Regions from separate parts of the Triticum aestivum genome. Here region 1 is linked to region 2. Evidence: chromatin contacts called from public Hi-C data. All regions are on one chromosome and are shown on one strand. Each heading gives the region's core, a stretch centred on a gene start, on an enhancer-like site or on the middle of the called end of the contact. The rest is flanking DNA. Distances are from core to core; before and after follow the strand shown.

Region 1 (6,550 bases), core at 1,529-4,028, 200 kb before region 2:
CAGATGCTCTCACTAGCCTATTGGCTACAGATTGTAATCCTATTACTTGATATATAAAGCTTCCTTTTCCACCACAAAAAACTAGCAAGATGCCCGTGCATTGCACGAAACATCAAGATGGATTTTTTTTATAAAACACCTGTTTGTGATTGACCCATGCGGGAGTAATCTCATGTGTAAAAACTAATGATATCTCGAGAAAGTTGAGAGATAAGGTGAGGAGGAGTAGGGTGTGGTGGTTGGACTGAGCGGAGGTACGGGGATGGACGACACCGCCAGCAGCCATCATGCCAGATTGTCCCAGGGGTTTCCTTTTTTAATTGCTCAACAATAAGGCTATGTGAGATAAAGATGAACGAAGGGAGGCCTTATCTGTGAATGTGGAGAGAGGTGCGGGTATCTTTTTGCAAAATTGTCATAATTTGCTTTCTATCCATCAAATATAGATCGGGATGGTCTATATTGCAAGATGACAGACACACCATCATCACCAACTCGATTTTTTTAATAAAAGTAGAGATATGCATAATTAATTGAAAATATAGACAGTCAAGAACTCATTTCTTGTACATGTTTGCAATATTATAGATGGAGCTGATGGGGTTCGCCGGCACAATAAAATCTCCGTAGTAAAGATGGACACATGGATAACACCGGCAATCGAATTATAACAAACATCCATTACACATAGAAAGAGCCATCGCTGTAATAGATGTTGAACTGTAGGTAAATTAGACCACAATATTGCTTTCATGATGGTATAAGCAGCTAGATTCTGAAAACTATATGAACTTGTCAAAGAAATTGTTAGATCCATGGAGTCTGATGACCTGATGCACATGCTGACTTTATAAACCTTTTCTTCCTCAATATTCTACAACAATGGTAGCAAAAGTGATTCTTAATGTTACACTGAAAACAAACTTATATTGTTCAATTTTTTTGAAAGAGGGTACTTTATTACTTAAATAATTTAAGCATTACAACCGATTCCTACATAACTAATATGCACACAGCAAAAACGGGACTCTCAAACAAATGAAAAAGAAAAAGGCGAAAAAAAACATAAAGAGTCCGTATAACGCCTGAAGCGAAGGGGGGCCGATTCTAAGATCATGCTGCCACCCATGTTGGGTAAAAGTATCCCTCGTCGAAGCCTTCAATCGTGTACACACCTTCGTAAATATCAATTCTTCGCACGTTGTAGAGAGAACCATAAACGAAGAGTCCCAGTACATCTGTAGATAACCTGCATTAAAGAAGTACTTTTATTGTTAAAAACCTTATCATTTCTGCATAGCCAAAGCGACCAAATAACGACAAATGCTCCCACCCTGAGAAGAGTTCTAAACCTGTGAAATCCCATGTAACCAATTGCAAAATACATTAACAACACTACAAGGAATATACAAGCCAGAAGCTATTTGGATAACTGACTATATAGAACGAGCATATTTGCATTGGAAGAATAAATATTTTATTGCCTCATCATGATGGCAAAAGAAATAAAAAATAGCATATACTGTATCAACTCTAATGCACTGTGTCACTAATGAGTAGTGACTACAAAAGATCTAGGTGTAATGGATATTTATCTTTTGTCGCTTTGTATTAAATAGGCATATGGAAAATGAGAAAAGCTCATGTCACATGAGATTTAGAATCCTGAATTTGGGTTAGATAAGTAAAAGTCATACCATGCCCTAGAAACAAGGATTATAAATGTCGACGTCATTTCCACTAGATTTATAAAGTACTTCCATCCGGAGTGTAATTGGACTAGTTGCAAAACAGAATGAGCGGTCGGTTGCAACAATAATATTTGATTCATTCCAATTATCAACCAAGGTTCAATGTTTGAAGGAGTATTAAGAACAACAACTTCAAAACCTGCAAGTTAAATTGGTAGAGATTTGCACATAAAACAAAACAAATATACGAGAACCACATAAATGTAGGTCATAATGTTTAGCTCATTATCTACACCTAGTGGGCGAGAAGATGAAATCCGGCCGCCGTAGCACACCCGGGCTGAGGCGGTTGCCCGAACGACTAGGAATGTGGTTGTGGTGCTCCTACCGCTATTGGGAAGCTGCAGATCTTGGGCAGAGCCGCCCTCGTCATGTCGGCTGATAACCAAGAGCTTGGAAGAGCAACGGCTCGACCGTGGCCACACCAGTCACTTGGGGAAGGGGTGACAACTATTCGAGCTCGAAGGTGAGCCCTGGTGTTGTGGCAGCCATATCGGATGACAAAGGGACGAGAAGCTGCCATAATCGATGCAAATCGAGCAACGACGGATGGACTCGACGGTGGGCACGGACATCCGGAGCTGCGGGAATGTGCGGTTGGGAGCTACGGGAATGGACGGTGGGGTGACGGTTGGGCCTGGGGGTTACAGCGGAGGTGGCGGTGGGTCAGGCGGAGAGGGAACTTCTGTGGAGTAGTTGGCTTTCATGACTGCCTTTTGGTTTTGTGGCACCAAGTGTAGCGGCGCTGCAAATATGCAACAACTGGAGTGCAAAATTTATGGATGTCCCACAAAATTGGCATCATCATTTATGGATAGCTGTTGGAGCAGTGTTCTTTTTTTTGACCAAAGTGCCCTAAACAACAGTTCTTTTATCAATGTCTGTTGTTTTTTTCATGTAAAAATGTCTTTTTTTTTCAATATCTGGTGCTGGAGATGCTCTAAAGACACGCCGGTCCATCTCTGCCTGACGGTAAAATGAAATCTCTCCATCCACCGTTAGGCATGCCAGCGAGCGATCCGTGCCGTCAAAAATCGTCGCCTCCATGGCTAGACTTTTCCCCTTCTTCCGTTATCCTTTCTTCCTCCTCCGTCCGACCCATATACTGTAACTAAAATCTCTTCTGTACCACCGCTGTGCCCTAGGGCCGCCGCCGTCCGACCCCGCCGTCCGTCCCCGGCCGCTCCCGTTCCATCGCGCCTCCCCCCGCCCGTCCCCCCGCCGGCGTCTCCGCCCCGTCCGCAGCCTTGAACATTGGTTTTAAAGGTACGAGCTTTCTAGTCATCCAGTGCCTGCTCTTAATCCCGAACCAACCTCCACAAATTTTGGGTGTTCACCCGCCGCAACGTCTAGATCCACCCCTTATTTTCCATGGCTCATAAGATTAGATTTTTCTTTCCTTCGGCGCGCGAGATCGGTCTCAGTCCACGCCTCACGCCGTAGGCCTTGCAAGCCAGCGTGCAGATTCAGTTTTCCTCTAAAAAATGGGGGTTGGGGAGGGTTGGTGTGCCGCTGGATGGGCTCTTTCTGGCGTTAGTGAATTACGTGCTTGTGCTGAATACTGTTACTTCTTATACCACTGGAATGGCTCTTTCTCTCGTTAATAGGGTTGTGCTAATATTTGCAGGGCAGTGCTTAAGAAGGTGTGGAGCAAAATCTTTTCAGTCACTATCGAGTTGTCTGGTGTTTTTATCACTCAAAGTAAAGTAATTTTATCCGGCCTGTAGAGCTGCTCAAATATGGAGGACAGCCAGGTATTAGTTCATGCGGAAGACAGTCAGGCTTTAGTTCATGCCGAAGACAGCCGGGCTTTAGTTCATGCGGAAGACAGTCGGGCTTTAGTTAATGCGGAAGACACCCAGGCTTTAGTTCAGGCTGAGGACAATCAGGTTTTAGTTCAGGTGGAAGATGGCGATGTTCTAGTTGAGGGGGATGAAGACCAGATTTTACTCGAGCCAGAGAAGGACCCTGTACCGCGTGAGCAATTCCTTTTCATTGGCCAAGAGTTTACCAATGTTGACACTTGCCGGAGTGCCATCAAGGATATGGCTGTTGCTCTGCATTTCCAGCTCCGCGTCGTGAAATCAGATCGTAGCCGATTCATTGCCAAATGCAACACAGAAGGATGCCTGTGGCGTGTGCATGTGGCCAAGTGCCACGGTGTTCCAACTTTCACGGTCCGGACATTGCAAGGAGAGCACACATGTGAGGGTGTTCAGGACCTACATCATCAGCAGGCTACTGTTAACTGGGTGGCTAGGTCTGTTGAGGCAAGGCTAAGAGATAATCCGCAGATTAAGCCAAAAGAGATATTGCAGGATATTCGGGACCAGCATGGGGTTGCTGTGTCTTATATGCAGGCATGGCGCGGAAAGGAGAGAAGCATGGCTGCTGTTCATGGTACCCTTGAGGATGGATATCGCCTTCTTCCTGCATACTGTGACCAGATTGGAAAGACAAATCCTGGTAGCGTTGCAGTATACAAAGGGGCTGGGCCAGAGAATTCCTTCCAACGGCTCTTTGTTTCATTTCATGCATCTATTTATGGTTTCTTAAATGCGTGTAGACCCCTTTTGGAAATTGACAAGGCAGATCTAAAGGGCAAGTATCTTGGGACATTGCTATGTGCTTCGGCTGTTGATGCTGATCACATGATGTTCCCTGTAGCATTTGGTGTTGTTGATTCTGAAAGTGATGAGAACTGGATGTGGTTTATTTCAGAACTGAGGAAGATGCTTGGTGTTAACACAGATAAGATGCCTGTCTTCACAATAATCTCTGAGAGACAACCACAGGTGGTTGAAGCGGTCGAGGTCAACTTCCCAACTGCTTTTCATGGATTTTGCTTGAGATACGTGAGTGAGAATTTCCGCGAGGAGTTCAAGAGTCCTAAACTTCTGAACCTTTTCTGGAGTGCCGTTTATGCTCTCACAACAGCAGAATTTGATTCAAAGGTAAAAGATATGATGCAAGTTCAAGATGTCATGCCGTGGTTCCAGAATTTTCCACCAAACCTCTGGGCAGTTGCTTACTTTGAGGGTATCAGATATGGCCATTTTAGTCTTGCGATAACTGAGATATTATATAACTGGGCCCTGGAGTGTCATGAGCTTCCCATTGTGCAAACTGTTGAATACATCAGGCACCAACTAACCTGCTGGTTTACTGAACGTCAGAACTTGGCCCTATCCCTTAACTCAGTTCTTGTTCCATCTGCTGAGAAACTTATTTCTGAATCCATTTCTGATTCAAGATGTTATCAAGTACTCAGAGCAAACAAGGTGGAGTTTGAGATTGTGTCATCTGAGCGAACAAACATTGTGGATACTCAAACCAGGTTCTGCTCGTGCCGTCGCTGGCAAATTTATGGTATTCCATGTGCACATGCTGCTGCTGCACTACTTTCATGTGGCGAAGATCCTCGCCTGTATGCACATGATTGCTTTAGTGTAATGAAGTATAGGGAAACTTACTCTCAGCGGATCTATCCAATTCCAGACAGGATCCACTGGAGCAATTCGTCCTCTGGGCCGCGAGGCCTATACAAATCAGACATGATACTTCGCCCACCAAAGATCCGAAGGCCTCCTGGCCGTCCCAAAATGAAGATTCTCAAGATGGAAAGCTTGAAACGGCCGAAACGGATCGTTCAGTGTGGCCGGTGTCATCTTCTTGGGCATTCTCAGAAAAAGTGTTCATTACGAAGCTGACATATATTTCTATCCATCTCCCTTCTTTTATGTCCAATAGTACTAGCTTTCAGCAGTTCCCTTGTTGGCATTTGGCAAGATAGGCAAAGTTCTTTCTGTTTCTTCAGATTAGAGAGTACTATCATGTATCCGGCGATGATTATAGGTCATTTTTCTGCACATATTTTCATGTAACACTGGGCCGGCTATCTCCCCTGTGACAGCTTCTCATTAGTTATTTGTTATTCAAGTAGATAGAAGAAATTGTGCTGGTTATTGTTGGTGTTGAGAGGCTGTAAGCGAGGACTGACTTCTTAGAACCATGAACAGTTAAAATAATTATTATAACTGTTCCCTGTTTTTAGGTGCAAAATCTAGAAGAGTTTGTAAGGGAGGTTGCTAGCGTTAGTGCATATGTATGAATTTATGCTCAGACTTGTGAGGACCCTTCCCTGTTTCTTCCTGTACATGTCTGCTTTTTATGACTGCAAAGTTGCATGGATACTCTCATACAGTACATGAAAAAAGTTAAAATAATTATAGTATATGTGTTTGTTTAGCATAACAAATTGCGCCGCGGGTGTCCTGTTTTTGGAAGTGACCATGTATGTTTTGGGAGAAGGCTGCAGATGATATTTTTCTTTACAGGTACTTTTTGTACTAAAGAAATTACCCTGCTTATATATTATTATTCAGTAATGATTGATTTGTGGACGTTAGTATCATCTGCCCAATTAAGCCTGCTACAGCGTTGGTATCTTCAGTCCTACATGCTTGTTTGACAGTTTGGGAATGCCACGTTTAGCTGCAAATGATATGGTTCACCCGGGCCGGTGGGTTCGTTCACCTTCAAGATTTGGGAAAGAAACGCATATAGAAGAACACGGTAATCATATCAGTAGAATGAAAGTTATTAGAGGTCATGTCAAGTAGGAGGTGTACAATTTTTGGAAAACGTAACTGTAATTTCTAACTATGCATAGACTGGGATGGGGACGACTAGATGAGCATATTGAATACACAAAGGGGCAGATTGGTGCACATAGCTCCCCCTTTTTTTGCATGGTGGTGCACATAGCTCCTGCCTGCGGCGCTGACCACTTCGTGTCT
Region 2 (5,756 bases), core at 1,991-4,490:
GTCAAAGCACTCTTCTTGATCATTCGGTCAACCATGTTATCTGCAAGAATTCTTATGGGTTCAGAAAATCTCAATGCCTCATAGTTTGCCAAACATCTCAACGCATTGATATTTGATGGAACTGAATTAGCCAATCTATTTGAGAAAGGAGCAATACGCACAGCCCTGTGTCATAGAACAGAAAATGAGCAAAGATATGGTAGTATAGAACGCCTTTAGTAGCAAGAATTTGACACTATATCAAAGGAAGGTGCAACAGGAGCACATACCCTAGCTCCAACAGTTTCGGAAGCACCTTTTCTAGGTAGTAACTGTGAGACGAGAAGGCTTTGGTTCTCATATTCGGTATACTGCTGATATTATGGTCAAACTGCGCAGAAACATTTTCAGGAAGTTCTTTGACAACCCTTACATGTTTTCGGAGTGTCTCAATAAAATGGTCTTCATCAAATATATCACCAAATTTGCTGAAATATTATGCAGGAACAAAGAAGAATTATCCTTCTGGAAAAGTGATGAGAAAATCAAAAATCAAAAACATATTATATGACACAGGCATGAGGAGAATATTACTGAAAATATAATAACATATGAAAGAAAACCAAAGCTACATAAAAAATAACAATTCTTTATTCAATCAATTATTTTCATAGGGATACAGCTTATAAAATGGCAAATGCAAAGATCGATGTGATACTATCGACATTATTGAGGTACATGCTTAACAAGGAACAAAACAAGAGTGCTGAAAAATGCATTGTTAAAACGGAAGCACAAAAGAAATGACACAACAGAAAATAGTGACTTGATAGCACAAAAAAAGAGTGCAGACAAGGGCTTGAAGAGACATAATGAAGTTTCTCTTTTCCAAAAAGGAAAGGATACTGATCCATTTTATTTATCGAGAGCAGATAAACAATGGGCAAAGAAAGAATTTTCACTTATATAATACAGAAAATGCTAACTGAAGTAAATTTGAAACTTAATTATGCAAATGGCGTTTTTACAGAGCTAGTTCTCAAGAAAGTGACCCAGGGACGGATGTGCTGTATGCCAGTTTCTCCAAACACATCTGCGGATATTCTACAAAGAAGCAAAATAGTTACCTAGAATCACGCCAAACACTATTCAGATGAAAAGCTGGGCTGACAAGAGTTGCATTAAGTAAGCTTGCCACAGCAACAGCATCACAAATCTGTATCGAGACATCTCTGTTAGACTCAGATAAACACTACAGAGCAAACATGTTGTGAAGTTTGAAATTCAAGTTGGCAGTTGAGACACTAGAAAAAAGAAAAGAATTCTACATATGAAGATCAGTGGAATGCGTAATGACTTTTGAAAGTATTCAGAATTTAGTGGAAGATAAAAGGGTAAGCTGCAACAAAACATGAAACAGCATGTTCATGCAAGAAATAAATTCAAAACGAATCCAAGGGAGTCTGCGAAACAGGAATCCAGGGGCCATAAAGGGTTTGGACTTTGGATAGTTAATATCGAACCATGGATCATTATACTTTTACTGTATAGAATATACCATTAAAGAAAGGTATTTCAGTACCAACAGTGAGTTTCGTTTCAGTAGTGTATATGTAATCAAGATGACTCTGAGGAATATATCTAGTTGGTCCACGTTCAGTAAGAAATTGATCATGCAACTTACAGAAATGCGTTGCTGATTCAGACCACCATTTGCTTCAATTACGAGAAAACCATTTGAAGGTGGTAACGCTGAAAAGTGTAATGTGGACCATCAATAAAAACTACTTAGCTATGTCGCCTGTTACTACTTATACTAAAGCTGATTCTGACTGGCTGATCTTGGTACATTTGGTATAGAAATTCATAAAAAGCATTTCAAATTTGCACCTGATTGTGTCAATCTCTTTCTGATGCAAGGTACCCATCTCTTTCCAGACTTTTTATAATGGGATGCCATTAACTGCAATGACACGGCAAAATCATGTTACATACATGCGAAGAGTGTATGTATGACTATGTAAACTAAAAGGAAAAAATGTTGTTGGTCACAGTGATCATAGGCATTGAACATGTGTTGTGATTGGATTAGTAGCACTGTAATGCTAAAAATGATCATCATCATGACACCATTGTTACAATCAACAACTGACAGATAAATCCTCTTTGACCTTTAAAGAGCTCCCAATGCCAAGCATCTCCCAAGTTGCAGAACATATTATAGGCCTGCCACATGAAGGGCTGTCACCTTTTTGGCATATGAACATGAAACAGAACTCGCATGCTACAGTCTTATAAGTACATTATTTATGTCCTATGTATTGCCATCTCAAGGTGCCAAGTATCTTCATTGGCCTGCAGTAGTGCTATAGCAATACAAATAAAGGATTCAATGGATGTCTACTCCTACAAGCAGCCAAATTCAGTGTTATCTCAGTGTCACCACCAGTTTCACTAGAGATTAGTACTAGTAAGCTATGTAGCATTCTACTGTATTTGTGTCACAACTCACAAACAGCCAACACAAAACTTGGATGCAATGTGTGGTAAAGCTACAAACAATTTTGGGACGATTTATAATCAAACCATGAGCATCCAGTGGCAAATCAAGGAGTAGACGAGAAAAATTCATCCGACGCACATGGCCGGAAGAAAATTTCCACCTCTTTTTTAAGCCAATCCACCCATTCCGCTGGGAATGGATCGAATAAACATTACTAGTCCCTGGGAACGAGCAAGAACTCACCGGGCTAGGACGAGAGGCGAGGGCGCGCATTTCCGGCAGGAGCCGCTCGAACACGAGGTGGCTGCGGTACACCGATCCGGGCGGCGCTGGCGCCCGCGCCCGCGGACGCGGCGCACCTACCACCACGCGTCCACCACCTGTGCCCAGGCCCGTGCCGTCAGCGCCCAGGAGGAGCACAAGCATAGCCGCCGTGTACGCTAGAGCGAGGAGCAGCACGGCAGCTCGCCGCCGGCGCGCGGCCAGCACGCGGTCCGGGCGCCGCGCCGTACCCTTCGCGCCTTCGCCGCCGCGCATCGACGCCGACGCCGACGCCAAAGCGATCGCCGGCGGCATCACCGAGAGCGCTCCCGCCGGATCATGCGACGCAAGAGGATGTGATGGAGGAGCGCACGCGAGGGAATTTTTATTTTTCTAGATGGCTGCGATTGATCACGAATGGCAAATACTACATATAAATACATAGGGCAAGGAGTGTACAGCCGTACAGGATCGAATAGAGTGTATATGATCCAAGGCAACACGACACAACCAGAGACTGATAATGTTTGTTCGGAAAGAAAAGAATGACCCCCAATTCCTGACGATAAGTTTTCGGCTAAAGGAGACGTCCCGCTAACTACAAAATGCCTGTGATGTTTACGTTCACCAAGTTCAGTTTCCTCCGGTTCATAATCAGCGCCGCAGAGTTGAATATGTGAATAATATAGTGAATTTCACTAGTTAAATATGTAGTCAAACTTTGATCTTCCAACACTAACCTCAAATCGCTCGCATCCATCCGGATCAAGCGGTCTGTATTTATTTTATCATCCAACGTGGCACTCCATCGGTCCGTGGACTGGTCCGGACGTCCGTCCTTCCACGGACCAGAGGCAAACTAGGATGCTTTGCGGGCGTCCAAACCGTTGGGCAGCACGCGACAGACACCCGGAACCACCCAAAACCCTTTCACTTGCTCACACTATTTCCCGCATGAAGTGATTGCCGCATATTCATGTCGGTCAGTGCCGCTCGGGAGCACCAACGGACATGACATCTAATGAGAGCCAGCATTGAAGTGGTGCGTCGGTCGAAAGTGTCGCATGCGTCGCAACCCGGTGTACGCGCCTTCTCCCCGACTCCTTCGACGAGCACCAGCTCGCGGAGGAACAAATCGTCAGCGACCAGGCGAACGACAAGCCTGTCATAACTATGGTGGCGGACGGTCTAGGCTTCCTCGATAGGAGCAAGTGCTGCTCCTGTCGTACTGCAGCGCCCGCGAGATCCACCACGAGCGATGGCGGTTGCACGTGCTGTGGGCAGAGGGAGACGCCCTGTTCTTGGACATCGACGCGGCGACGGAGGAAGAGGAGGCACACGAGAGCGAGGATGTCACCAGCTCTGCCTTGACCACGCCGCCATCGTCGTTCGCACCCCGCCGCCATGACGACGAGGTTGGCATGTCCATGTCTGCCCCTGTCGATGGCGAGGAAGAGTAGAATATGGGAGGCCGCCACCGCTTGGGTCCCAGAAAGGCCACTGTCGACGTCTTGTAGGGTCACACATTCGATGAGCTTGCTCGCAGCTTCGCGAAGGCCACTACTCTTCCCCTCCCGTTGAATCTTCACTTCCCGGGGCTCACGGCCGGCCGATGAGCTTGCTGTCGGACATGAGAAAGATATGTTGTGGGAAACGGGCGCTGCCTGTGGCGGCAATCATTTAGACTTTCATCTTGTGTGTTGAAATCGGTCTGAAATGTATGCGGTCATGGGTGGATGGCCGGCTTCCGTATCACTACGGCAGACGCATTCGTGGACGGATACCGTATTACCGTGATTGTTTTTGGTCATGGGTGGATGGCCGGCTTCCGTATCACTGCGGCTCTGATCATCTTTGCCGCGAACCATCTCGATGCCAGTGAGCACAGAAAATTTCATGCCAGTCGCCTCTGCGCTAATGATTTTAGCAATGCAAAACTTGCCAGAGCCAAGGTTCAGTATCCTGAAATGCGTCGGTACCCAGTCCTCTTCCTCAGGCCGATCAAGATCTTCCCAAACATGATGTACGACGGGCCGTTGGCCATGGTCCATGGTGGACAGGTCAGCGGCGCACAGGTAGTTCGGCCTGGGCGGGCTGAAGCCCAACCATAGCTTGAACTCAGGGACATACTCTGATTTGTCGTAGAAGGGCAGCGCCCAGTGCCCAAGGTGCCTCGGGCGCGGATTTTTCGCACACCTGCACCGGGGCCGCGTTATCGTAACGGTTGAAACGTTGCCCTTTACCTCGAGATGTCCGACGCTGGATAGCGATTTAGTGCCCGTATTACCGTGTCAGACATCTGTCACCGTTCCTTGTCGTCGTAGGGGTAACAGCTGCTCTGCACCTCCTTGTCTTCCACCCGTCCCCTGCATACCGACGCGGACCCGTGAATACGACTAAATTCTCTCCCTATACAGCGCCCTGCTCGTTCGCTCTAATGGATTGGGTGCAAGGAGGCGATTCAATGGCGCCGGCGCTTGCCGCCCCGGGAACCTCTCCGGCGGACGGCTGTAGGTACGTATCGAGTCTGGATACTGCTATGCTATTCGCAACGCTCATCCGGGATGCGTCTTAATCATTTTTCAGCTTCCCCAAATGAGATTCTGAATCCCCCTTTCTTCTTGATTCTGTGCCGGACCACAGATCTTGGACTGGAAGGATCCGGAACACCCCCGCGCGCCGAGCGTCTGCCTGCTTCTATTCCCCAAGCACGCGAGCGTCCGCCCCATCCCTTTTCCCTAAAGAACTTCTCCATCTTCATCCATCGACGGGAGCCGGGCGGATTCAGAAACAGGTCCGGCGGCTGGAACGCGAGGATCTCGTTACGCCCTGGTCCTAGGTATGCGTCGTCCCCTTCCTGCCTCCGCTGTAACCGATACTTTCCTCCGAGAAAATAAGATTCATATTATTGCTTCCCGAAACCAAATCTGGTCATTACTTCCCATTCAAGATTCGTAGATTCCATGTCTGTGTGACGGTTTCTCAACTTCAGTTTTATTGGCAATGCCGGGGA

The links. Hi-C and Micro-C count contacts between places; a contact is called where the count stands out from the background.
Region 1: a Hi-C map of leaf shows a contact between it and region 2, with 4 times the contacts expected there. The contact joins the promoter of LOC123086658 here to the promoter of LOC123086657 in region 2. A contact is called at or near these places in 3 of 5 Hi-C or Micro-C datasets (all in leaf).

The regions. Positions count from the first base shown.
Region 1 is chr4A:514,787,694-514,794,243 of IWGSC CS RefSeq v2.1, reverse strand. It overlaps LOC123086658, which reads left to right and starts at 2,778. Exons shown (of 2, transcript XM_044508438.1): 1 at 2,778-3,017; 2 at 3,379-5,918. The coding sequence starts at 3,491. The coding sequence ends at 5,461.
Region 2 is chr4A:514,588,919-514,594,674 of IWGSC CS RefSeq v2.1, reverse strand. It overlaps LOC123086657 (O-fucosyltransferase 9), which reads right to left and starts at 3,240. Exons shown (of 10, transcript XM_044508436.1): 1 at 2,726-3,240; 2 at 1,870-1,942; 3 at 1,664-1,731; 4 at 1,107-1,195; 5 at 270-467; 6 at 1-165. The coding sequence starts at 3,058. It overlaps LOC123086656 (a long non-coding RNA gene), which reads left to right and starts at 5,039. Exons shown (of 5, transcript XR_006441030.1): 1 at 5,039-5,257; 2 at 5,387-5,582.